3 separate regions of the Mus musculus genome follow, and all the other regions are linked to region 1. Evidence: chromatin contacts called from public Hi-C and HiChIP or PLAC-seq data. All regions are on one chromosome and are shown on one strand. The core of a region is the stretch at or near the end of the contact, and the rest is flanking DNA. Distances in the headings are between cores, read along the strand shown. Region 1 holds the start of Gfi1 (growth factor independent 1 transcription repressor). Region 2 overlaps Evi5 (ecotropic viral integration site 5). Region 3 has its middle 15 kb from the start of 4930428O21Rik.

What was found. HiChIP or PLAC-seq counts read pairs in DNA pulled down with a chosen protein or histone mark. Hi-C and Micro-C count contacts between places; a contact is called where the count stands out from the background.
Region 2: a CTCF HiChIP or PLAC-seq map of CD8 T cells shows a contact between it and region 1, with 30 read pairs. The contact joins the enhancer-like site here to the promoter of Gfi1 in region 1. A contact is called at or near these places in 3 of 15 datasets of contacts at CTCF or cohesin (CD8 T cells, large pre-B cells and thymocytes), 41 of 484 Hi-C or Micro-C datasets (B cells, CD4 T cells, CD8 T cells and 24 more), 16 of 115 datasets of contacts at active chromatin or transcription factors (CD8 T cells, DN3 thymocytes, the SCID.adh cell line and 12 more) and 3 of 9 other capture datasets (adipose tissue, liver and pancreatic islet).
Region 3: a contact with region 1 is called in a Hi-C map of erythroblasts, with 1.6 times the contacts expected there. The contact joins the enhancer-like site here to the promoter of Gfi1 in region 1. A contact is called at or near these places in 1 of 39 promoter capture datasets (macrophages), 1 of 15 datasets of contacts at CTCF or cohesin (CD8 T cells), 34 of 484 Hi-C or Micro-C datasets (B cells, CD4 T cells, CD8 T cells and 20 more), 8 of 115 datasets of contacts at active chromatin or transcription factors (CD8 T cells, the SCID.adh cell line, embryonic stem cells and 2 more) and 3 of 9 other capture datasets (adipose tissue, liver and pancreatic islet).

Annotation. Positions count from the first base shown.
Region 1 is chr5:107,722,429-107,725,863 of GRCm38.p6, reverse strand. Gfi1 (growth factor independent 1 transcription repressor) reads left to right here and starts at 1,521. Exons shown (of 6, transcript NM_010278.2): 1 at 1,521-2,140; 2 at 2,456-2,641. The coding sequence starts at 2,026. RefSeq lists promoters at 1-105, 1,502-1,890.
Region 2 is chr5:107,775,677-107,779,111 of GRCm38.p6, reverse strand. The region is part of intron 18 of Evi5 (ecotropic viral integration site 5); the gene reads left to right. Among named protein-coding and RNA genes, the nearest start is that of Gm42147, 36 kb to the right of the region's middle. Within about 2 kb of position 1,706, at least 26 of the 459 cell types and tissues checked have an H3K27ac peak or open chromatin away from gene starts, as enhancers often do. A contact at or near this core is called in CD8 T cells, the MNK3 cell line, Th1 cells and 7 more, where this site is marked.
Region 3 is chr5:107,686,310-107,689,744 of GRCm38.p6, reverse strand. No RefSeq gene overlaps it. Among named protein-coding and RNA genes, the nearest start is that of 4930428O21Rik, 15 kb to the left of the region's middle. RefSeq lists an enhancer at 756-2,983. Within about 2 kb of position 1,609, at least 218 of the 459 cell types and tissues checked have an H3K27ac peak or open chromatin away from gene starts, as enhancers often do. A contact at or near this core is called in B cells, CD8 T cells, ECoMG-derived neutrophils and 12 more, where this site is marked.

The sequences.
Region 1 (3,435 bases), core at 272-2,771:
GGCGCAGGCGGGTCCCCACCTGCTGCAGAGCATCGGCTGCTGGGTTCTGGAGCCACCCAAGCGGTGGAGCGAAAGATCTGGAATAGAGGGGCACACAGTTTAGCGGTTAGATAGCAGAGTGGGATCCACGCAGGAAGAAAACATCTGGTGGGCATGTGGCGGCAGCGGGCTTCTGGAGGCCTCCTTCTGAGCGCCTTGCCTTCAGCTCCCGAATTTCCAGCCTCAGATGACCAGGGGAAGCCTGGCGGGCCGCTGTGCCAGGAGCGTGCCGCCCCGCCCCCTGGACGCCAGCTGCAGCACGAGGTTGCCTTCCCACGCGCTGGGCCTCCTTGCCATCCCCTTACCCCTCCTACCCGGAACCCAGCAAAGCCCTCCGAAGCGTAGGTTTGTGGCCTGGGCGAGGACGCCACCTCTGTGTCTACCCTGTCCCGCGTGGTGCTGACGCGCAGACCCAGCGCGGGACCAGACAGCCCTGCTTCCCACGGGTCCCGTTCTTGGCTATCGCAGGACCGAACCTCATCGAGGCCTCCAGAACTCTTGCCCTGTTTTCTTGCTCTTCATGCTTGCTTTAAGAATTGTCCTCTGGTTGGAGCGTCTGGCTGTACAGACAGGGAGTGCGGGAAAATTAAAGCGCCGGAGCCTGGGTTCTGGGAGCCAAACCCGACCAAGGCGTGTGACTATACATTATGACTGGGAATCTGAAGCAGGAGTCCTTGGGCTCCTTTTAAGTGGGTACAACAGGGTGTGTTCTGTACGCGCTCCTGGGGGGGGGTGGCGAAGAGGCTCGGGTTCCTCAGTCTGAACTGCACGAAGCCCAAAGACCCGGGGCGTGCGCCGGCCTGTGCCCCAGTCTTTGAGCCCGCCGCCGCCGTTCAGCCTCTATTGCCTTGGACCTTGGAGGCAGGCGGATTCGTTTCACCCTAGGCCTCCCTAGGGTCGCCCCCGGAGCGGGCCAGGAGCTGGGACGCAGTCTCAGCCCCGCCTCCTGCAGGGCTCAGGTTTCGACCCGAGATTAGGTGAACTGATTGGGGGTTAAAGAGAGCGACGCCAGCTCTCGGTCATGCTCAGGGACCCTGGCCTCCTGGCCAGGCCTTCTGGCCACTGCTCACTCGTGCGCGCTCCGGTTTCATCTTGCTGGCCCGCGAAGTCGTTGGCACTCATTAAATTTGGGCACCGCGTGTTTGCCAGTAAGCACGCAGTTTAAACTCAACTTCCCTAGGACAAGATTTTTGGTGAGCAGATCAGAAAATAATTCTTTCTGGGACTTAGTTTCTGAAGCAAGGCCTACAGGTCTGGAATGTTTCTCAGTGGTCGCCGTCCTGGCCGGTGCCACACCACTATTCCAGTGGGCGTTTCTCCTGGGACAAGTGTTGGTCCTTTGCCACTCCCACCTCACTTTCCTGTGCCTCTGGCTTCCTGACTTCTGCTCCAGCCACTGCAGCACATAGTCCCTAGGCAAACCAGTCCCTAGTACGCCCCTCTTTCGCTTCTGTTCGTCGCGGGGCTCCTGGAGGTTTTGGCTCCAAGCCCCTTCCGGGTCCCAAACACTGATGCCCCCTGACTGGCTAAACTAAGCCACGCATCCCTGGCGTGAGCCACAACCCAGAAGGGAGCAGGTGGGCTTGCAGGGTTGACTTGGGATAACGGACCAGTTGTGGACTACTGCTCTCAGGAGAGTGATGATCTAGCTTTGGTAGGGAAGGGGAGGGGCTGAGGCGTGGGCAGGGCAGAGCAAAGGGACCAGAGCCAGAGCCTGGGGACAGGTTTTACCACTGAGCTGTTGCAGTGGCGGCGGAGGCCGGGATTCGTGCCACCTGTCCGAGTGCCACCTGGTGAGCGTGGCGCCTGGGTCCAGGCCCCTCCTCCCGCGGCTTCCCTCTCTCCTCCCTGGCCCACACTCTTCCTTGGCCTGGGAACCTACCACAACCGCCATCGGTGCTGACCCTCGTTTCCACCCAATTTTCCCCCTTCTCTCAGAACTCAGAGTATCCGAGGGTCCAAACATTCGTCCAGCGGCTGACCACCATGCCGCGCTCATTCCTGGTCAAGAGCAAGAAGGCGCACAGCTATCACCAGCCGCGTTCTCCGGGGCCGGACTACTCCCTGCGCCTGGAGACCGTGCCTGCGCCGGGCAGAGCAGGTGCGAAGCGCGCAGAGGCCGGGTAGGGCAGCTGCCGAGGACACCGACTCTGCTCCAAGCCACCTCGTTTCCTAGGAATCGGGGGAGGCTATCCTAACGCCCCTCGGGTGCTTTTTTGTTTTTGTTTTTGTTTCCCGGTGCTCAGATTTGCTGAGCTTGCCAGAGATGCCCCTGGCGCTCGCAGTCGGCTCTTGAATTCGGGAGGGAGGGCTCCCGGTTGGGTCAGAGTGGACAGAGGAGGACACGGGCGCCACGGTGGAACCACTTCAGTTCGGCCAGGTTTAGGTTTATTTCTCTCCTGAATCTTTTCCGCAGAGGGCGGCGCTGTGAGTGCAGGCGAGTCGAAAATGGAGCCCCGAGAGCGTTTGTCCCCCGACTCTCAGCTTACCGAGGCTCCCGACAGGGCCTCCGCGTCCCCCAACAGCTGCGAAGGCAGCGTTTGTGACCCCTGCTCCGAGTTCGAGGACTTTTGGAGGCCCCCTTCTCCCTCCGTGTCTCCAGGTAAGCCTTGATTCGAGGTCTTGTGGCAGAGTTCTGGAGTCGCAGCACGGAGGGAAGCCCGCACAAGGGATGCAGAGGGTCGGCCTAGGGATCTGGCTCCTAAGGGAACAGGGTTCAGGGGAGGCATCCAGCTTTTGTGCTGGACACCTTGCCCAAAGTGTCCTCTGCCTCCTTCTAAGTCCCTTAGCTCCAGGCTGGCCCTTAATTCGTTTGCCTGGAACTAACAGGCGAGGTCAAACGAACTGGTCCTTCTCTGGCTGGCATTTCTTTTATGTCCAGAATTCATTGTTTAGAAATTGTCAGATCCCAGAATCCAGGACCCAGACCTGAATACTTCAAACAAGAGACCTGGGCAGTCTGAGCGGTACAGAGCTGGGCACCACACTGGAGTGCAAGGCTGCTGCTGAAAATCTCAGCTCGCTGGCTCTGTCTTCAAAAGTTTCATTTTCTCCCCTTCTGCTAAGAGGGCCCAGGCAGGGGCACCAGCATGCTCGGGCTCATTTCCAGGGAGCAATTGACTAGAGTTGATGGGGGTGGGGTGGGGGTGGGGTGGGGGTGGAGGTGGGGGGGGATATCTCGGGTCACAGCAGAAGTAGAAAGGAGACCAATCCAAATTCTACTAAGAGCAGGCTATTTCCCTTTCACACTATTAGCTCATTCACCCCCACAAGCAGAGGGTTGGTTCTTCCTAGCTGTGTGACCAAGCTGCTATGGGACAGGTCCGCCCAGAATGGAGTGTGCATTTACTTGCATTCATTCAATATCCAATTTTAGCAAAATTCACGTGTGTGAAG
Region 2 (3,435 bases), core at 457-2,956, 53 kb before region 1:
TAAAATGGTATGGGTCTACTCAAACCTAACTTTGGTACTGTTCCTGGTACTTTGTAACATTTACCCACTTTTGCTAGTTTGCCCAATAGATAACCTCTAGGGATGCCTCAGATGGGCAATACCCCAACCACTCTTGGCTTAGAAAACGCCCACTCACAATTCTGTTCTGACAGAGAATGTGGGATCTAGGTTTAAATCAGTGTGCCCAGAGCAGCCTGCACTTTTGACAGAGATAGAAAGGAAGTGATAAGCTCTTTACTACCACTTTAAAATTTTAATCCTTTTAATGGTGTGAAATTACAGTGTGATTTCTGAATTATGGAATTTACCATAAAGCTTTGTAATTGATTTGTACTTTCCAGCTTCCTAAATTAATAGTTGCACAGTGGGTGATAGTTTATATGCTATGTCGTAGCTGGCAAACTTCTTTCTGTTTGATAAGATTCCATCTGATCCTCAAAGTATATTTCTTTATTGTTTCCCTTTTGAACAACTTAATTAAATTGTAAAATATTTCTCTTTTAGGGCTTTTGCTTCAGGCATTCTAAAATGTAGAAATAGCTAGTTTGTAACTATCTCAACAAAGAGAGCTGGGCATAGGGACTATCCCACCCTGCCTGCTGTCTTGTCATTAGAGTTTGTATATGGCATTTTAGGATCTTCTTCCTGCACACATGTTCCATTGTGGACAGTCTGCAAACACTTGACTAGAGAAGCTCAAAGCCATGAAAAAAGAAAAATACAAATCTGAGAAACTGTTACAGCCAAAGGATCCTAAAGTCATAAATAAATCTATTGCTATGTCTCGGGTCAATGCTTACAACAGAAAAAGCAAGTGGGGAAGTCAGGCCCGGAGCTACAGAAAACAGAGCTGAGTACACTGTGGGCTTCATTCATAATTATGTATCAGTACTGGTTCCTGAATCTTTACAAACATAACTGAAGAATGTAAGATGCTAATGGGGAAAGTGCCTGCTCGGTACATGGAAATACCTTCTCAGTTTTTCTTTAAACCTAAGATTATTTCAAATAATGTCTAATGTAAATTATATCTCATCATTTTTAGAAACTTAGAATTATGTGGAATTTTAAATATCTGTAACAAAAATAATTCACTGCTAGTTAAACTACAATTTATAAGAAACATTTTCTAGCTTTTGTGTCTAAGGCTGATCTTTTCATGTGTACATTTGTCCAATCTTGTCAGAAATGTCACTCTAAAATACTAGTATGTGTTTCTCTTTGTAAGTCAAACTTAGCCATGAAAAAAATGCTAGAAAAATAAGTCTGACTTCTTTTCTTCCTCTGTACTTTTCAGAACACATATCTTATAGATACTCAAATGTGTTTTCATTTTCTTCTGGTTACTAAAAAGACTACTCAAACTTTGTGTTCATAACTTTAAGTTACAGGAAACTGTTTTGAGGATCCATCAGTTAGTTACACACAAGGTTAGTGTGATTTGTTTTTAGATGTTTCAAATGAGTCACCTCAAAGTCATGGAGAGGTTACCACTTACCACATCTTCTGTTCTGATTAACTTTTTTTCTTGGGACTGCGTTGTAAATCAGTAGTAACTTATTAAAGTTAGTGGTTGTTTTCAATGTTTCAGTATTACTTCACTTATTAGCCAGGGTGCTCCCTGTCCTTGGGACTGCGTTGGAAATCAGTAATAACTTATTAAAGTTAGTGCTTGTTCTCTGTTTCAGCACCATTTGGCTCAGGGTGCAACCTGTCAACTGTCTTGCAGTCATCTAGTGCAGTTCCAATGCATAAGGCCTTTGGCTGTAATAGACGAATTGAAAATAACCAATTAGAACAAAACAGTCCTCACTCTGCTGTAAGTTAATATTGTGGCCTCTCTGACCGTTGAACCTAATTTCATAATATAGCCATAAAATGTTATTTAACCTTTAAAATAGTTAAGAGATAGCTTTTTGAAAGTATTCTGTAGAAACAAAGTAGTTTTGAAGGCGAGAGAGCTTGGCTCTGCCTTTGTGTGCTACAATCTCTTCTTTGGTAGTTTTTTTCTCTGTGTCTGTAACATAAAAAATACTTTAAAAATGTAAGCTCTACACTTGCATCTAAGACTAAGCAACCTGTGTTGTGTCATGACCCTGCTAATACCACAGACCTTCTGTAATACTACTCCCAGAGAGAACCCACATCCTATGTATAACCTTAGATTTATTTTGAAATCTTTATGAAGAGAACATGGGGGAGATTACTAATTGTTTCTGTTATTTCCTTTAGGGTTGTATATTTATTTATAACAAGTGTTTTTAATTTTAGCCAACAGGACTAAAATAACAAGGTCTATTAAGTAATTATTTCAAATTCTAGAAGTAATATATAATTTTTTTCTTTTTTTAAAATTAGATATTTTTTTATTTACATTTCAAATGCTATCCCCTTTCCTAGTTTCCCTTCTGAAAACCCACTATCCCTTCCTCTCTCCCCCTGCTCACCAACCCACCCACTCCTGCTTTCTGGCCCTGTCAGTTCCCTATACTGGGACATATAACTTTCACAGGACCAAGGTCCTCTTCCTATAAAAATTTAAAAACCATGTTTTAGGTGAAAATTTTGCTTGTATGTCAGGTATCTGAAGAAAACTCAGGAAGGGGAGAGCCAGTGGACTCAGTAGCCAGCACATATATGTAATCTGGAAAGCAAACGTCAGAGTGGCCAGCACATCGTGCACTGTAGAATGCATGCTGACATGATGCTAGTAAACTGCTGCAAGTGTGCACACTGAAGACCTCATTCTCCTTTGAGACATGGTCTTGTATAGCCCAGGCTGGCTTTGGATTCAAAATCCTTATGTCTTGGCTTGAGTGCTGAATTCAGGCATGTGCCACCATGGCTATCTCTGAACATTTGTAAACCTATTTTATTAATCACTGCTTACATTTTCTTTCTATTTTAGATTTATTTTGTGTTCTTTTTGATTTTTTGTTTACTTTATTGCATGTGGGTGTGAATGTGGGTATGTGTACACCACAGTATGCTGCACATAGAGAACATGGAGCAACTTTGTGGACTCATTACTTCCCTCTTTTAGCGCAAAGTCAGGCTTTCCTACTTTTATTTGCTGAGCCATCTTGCCAGCCTTCTTGATGCATAGCTATAAAATTACTTTGAACAAAATGTTTTTATTTTGTTTTGATGGTGTGTATTTATGCATATATATAATATATATTTTAGTGTTAGAAATTGTACCAAGTTATGATTTTTTAAAAGATTTGTTGCTATGAGTACACTGTAGCGGTCTTCAGACACCCCAGAGGAGGGCCTGTACATATAAAAAAGGGGTATGGTACATGTGGGGACAGTCATTTCCAGCATAGCGACAGCTCCAGGGTGGTGATGTGATACTTAGACATCTTTTTTTTTTTTTAAGATTTTTTTTTAAAAAGAATTATTTATTTTATG
Region 3 (3,435 bases), core at 360-2,859, 36 kb after region 1:
AAAAAAAAAGAATATCCAGCTATAAAGACCCCATCATACCAAGAACCTCATTCTACAGACCCAGGGAAAGGAAGCCTTCCCAGCTTCCTAGGAGTGGAGATGGGCATAGACCTCAAACTCCTTTGCCTCTTGCTTGGGCTTCTGGAAAGCTGATCAGCTAACAGGAGCCTGGAATTCCAGGTGAGAGGTTGCCAGTGGCCTCAGAATAGAGGCCGTCTTGCACAGGCTGTGTGCTGAAAAGGCGAGGCAGGAGCTAATAGGCGATTTTTATAGCAAGTGACTTAGAAGCTGGAGTTACCATTTTGGTAACTCTAGTTTTCATATTACAGGGCTTATGTTAACACAGAGAAGCAAGGGTCGGGAGGAGACGAACAGGGGTCAGCCAGATGGTTCAGCATTGCTTGCTCCTCATCCTAAGGACCTGAGTTTGATTCCCAGAACCACAATGCGGAAGGAGAAAACGGACTCCTAAAAGTTGTCTTCTGATATGCATACATACACAATAACTAAGTGTTTTTAAAATGTAAAAAGCATCAACGAAAAACCCAATAAACCAACCAGGAGCTGAGGAATTTGTAGTTCAGTGTCAGAGTTTATGGTTATTTGATATGCACTAGAACCTGGTTTTATCCCTAACACTAACGAATAAAATCGTCAGCTTTCAATTTTACCATTAAACAGGAGAGGACTAGACACAGATTACGATTTTCTGAAGACCACTAACTAGGATTGGGGAATTCTCTGGAGTGGAGCTCAGCTTGCCTCCTGTGAGTGTGTTTCTGCCTGTGTCAGGGTAGCGCCATCCACTGAGGCCACACCCCTGATATATCTTTTATTTATTTATTTTTACAGGGAGGAGTTATTTGTTCTTGCTCATGCCTTGTATTTTCTTTATGTTCGAAGATGTCATCAAATGATCCCCTTTGGATTCTTCGCTAAAGGTTTGTGGAGTTGCATTTGAAGTCTTCCCTCACAAACAGCTTGTTTCAACACTACCATGGCACTAACCGATCCGTGAGAAGCTCACTCACTGTCACAAAGCAGCCCTGGAAGGTAGTGAGTCTCATGGCCCTCACTCGCAGGTTGTCCACTGTAAACGGAGCTAGTGAACCCTGCTAGCCAGTGCGCTGGCAGGACAGCCCAGCAGCTGGCTTTCAGAAGGGACCTGAGCATCGCTCCCACTTGGATTTCTCAGACTTGTCAGTTCGCAAGTGTTCTTTCTTTAGCCAAGAAAGACAAAACCACCTCCGGGTGTACTGCCCCAGGGCTGTTTTGAGAGCATTTCTAAGAGCCTCTAAGGAAGGTGTATATCCACATCTCTGATTTATGTAAAACGATCCGCCCCAAACCAAAACAGACCCTTTGCCTCCGCGGTCTGGCCTGCTTCCCAGCTGTTGGCATTCTCCGGAATCACTCGCAGCACCGGCTGCTCCACCAGAGCTGGCGCAAAGTCAACAGCTCCGCCAGGCAGGCGCCCCACCCGCCATTTGATTTTGTTAAATCACTCCTTTGGCTAATATTTCAGGGACAGACACGCGACGCATCTGGCTCCGGCTAGATATTTTCAGTCTCTCGGATCCCAAGGTAAATATTTGCAGGGTCGATGGCTGCAAAGTAGGCGGGCGTGAAGCGGGGCGGGTCCCCAGCTTCCACTCAAGGCCGGCGCAGCTGCTGCAGCGCCCCGCCCCTTCTCCCACGCCCCGCCCACTTCCCCCATGAGCCCCAGCGCGGCCCGCTCGTAGCTTCGTGTGTGCAGCGCATGGCTGGACTTCAGCTTCCGCGAGGCTGGTTTCGAGGTGAGGCGCGCGTGATGCCCCGTTGCCATCCTGTAAAGCTCGTGCTTGCACTTTTGTTTATTTTCAGTTTTATTTTTAGCAGATATTGTTTCTGTTCTCCCCCCCCCCCAACCTCTGCTAGGCAAGTACACGTGGTCACGTGTGGAGTCAGGAGGAAGGGTAAGGAGGCTTCGGAGAACCTGGGACAGGTTTGGTTTGAGGGGCCAGGTTTGTCTGAAGTACCCTCTGAGACTTCCTCCTGGGAAGAGATTCCATTGTGTCAGGATTTTCCTACACACGTGGGCACATTTTAGGAAGAGTTACAAAGTGGGCTTTGGTGCTAGGAAAAGGTGGATTAGGTCAAGGATATATTAGATATACATTTCTTTATTGTGGCAGGATAGCTTAGGTGTAAACAAAGGAGCCCATGTGGAGACCATGATGGGAAACCTCCAACCCTTGGTTTGGCCTACTCGAGACCTACAATTCTTTGGACATATAGTTCAAGTGAGCATTTAAAAGAACAGAAACCAAATATGTGGTAGCATGTTAAACACTCAGCCCTGCAGTGATATGCTTGTAATCTGTTGCTTTAATTTGTTTCCTCCCCCACTGAGTTGGAGGGCGGGACTACGGTGTGATGGATGATATTAGGGTTGTACAGCTGTAGAGTCAGATGCATCCTTATTTTAAATGCTCACATTTTGTTCATCGTGGCTCCTGTAAAATATTAACGATGTGCCTACTACACCCACCTAGGGAAGGGTATTCTTGAAAAGTGTTAGCAAAAGTCAATAAATAAAACCTTTACAAGTTCTCCTGAAATTAGAAATCAGATTGAATCCCAGGCATCCAGACTCCAGGCTTTGCCTTAAACCTGTGCAGAGTGGATGGATCTAGCTAGGCCATATAGATCTTTTTTGGCTGCAGCTAAAACATTTACTGGCAGCAGGATCAGATCCTACTCCTCGTGGTAGCTGGGTCCTCCCTTGGAGCCCCCTCTGCTGTCTTCTCTTACTGCTAATTGACTTCCTGAATCCCCACAGCAGCTGCTGGAAACCTTTCCAGCTCTTCCTGCTGTGGTTTGTGCTGGTGACCAGTTCCCATTTCCACCATCCTCACCTGGGACCTTCATCTCCAGATCCCCCCACTTCTTTATATTTTCAGGGTGTCCTTTCCCTCCCTAAGCTGAATTCTTCCTCAGCGCTCTGGCCATATTTTCCTCAAGGCTAATAATTTCTCCCAATCTCATCATCAACCTCTTTTAAGTTTTTTGTTTGTTTGTTTGTTTTGTTTTTTATGTAAGAGTCATGAATATTTTTAGTAAGAAACTTGGGGGAGCTTAGGGAGATGGCTCAGTTAGAAGAGAACTTGCCGTATAAACATGGATCCTGGAGTTTAGTTTGCCAGTACCCATATTAAAGACCAGGTGTAGTGTCATAGTTCTGTAATCCCAGTTCTGGGGGCAAAGACAAGCAGATCCTGGGGGCTTGGTGTCTAGCTGTCATGGTTTGAATATTCTTGGCCCAGGGAGTGGCACTATTAAGGAGGTGTGGCCCTGTTGAAGTAGGTGTAGCCTTGTTGGAATGTGTCACTGTGGGCGTGGGCTTTAAGACCCTCATCCTAGCTGCCTGGAAGCCAGTCTTCTCCTTGCAGCCTT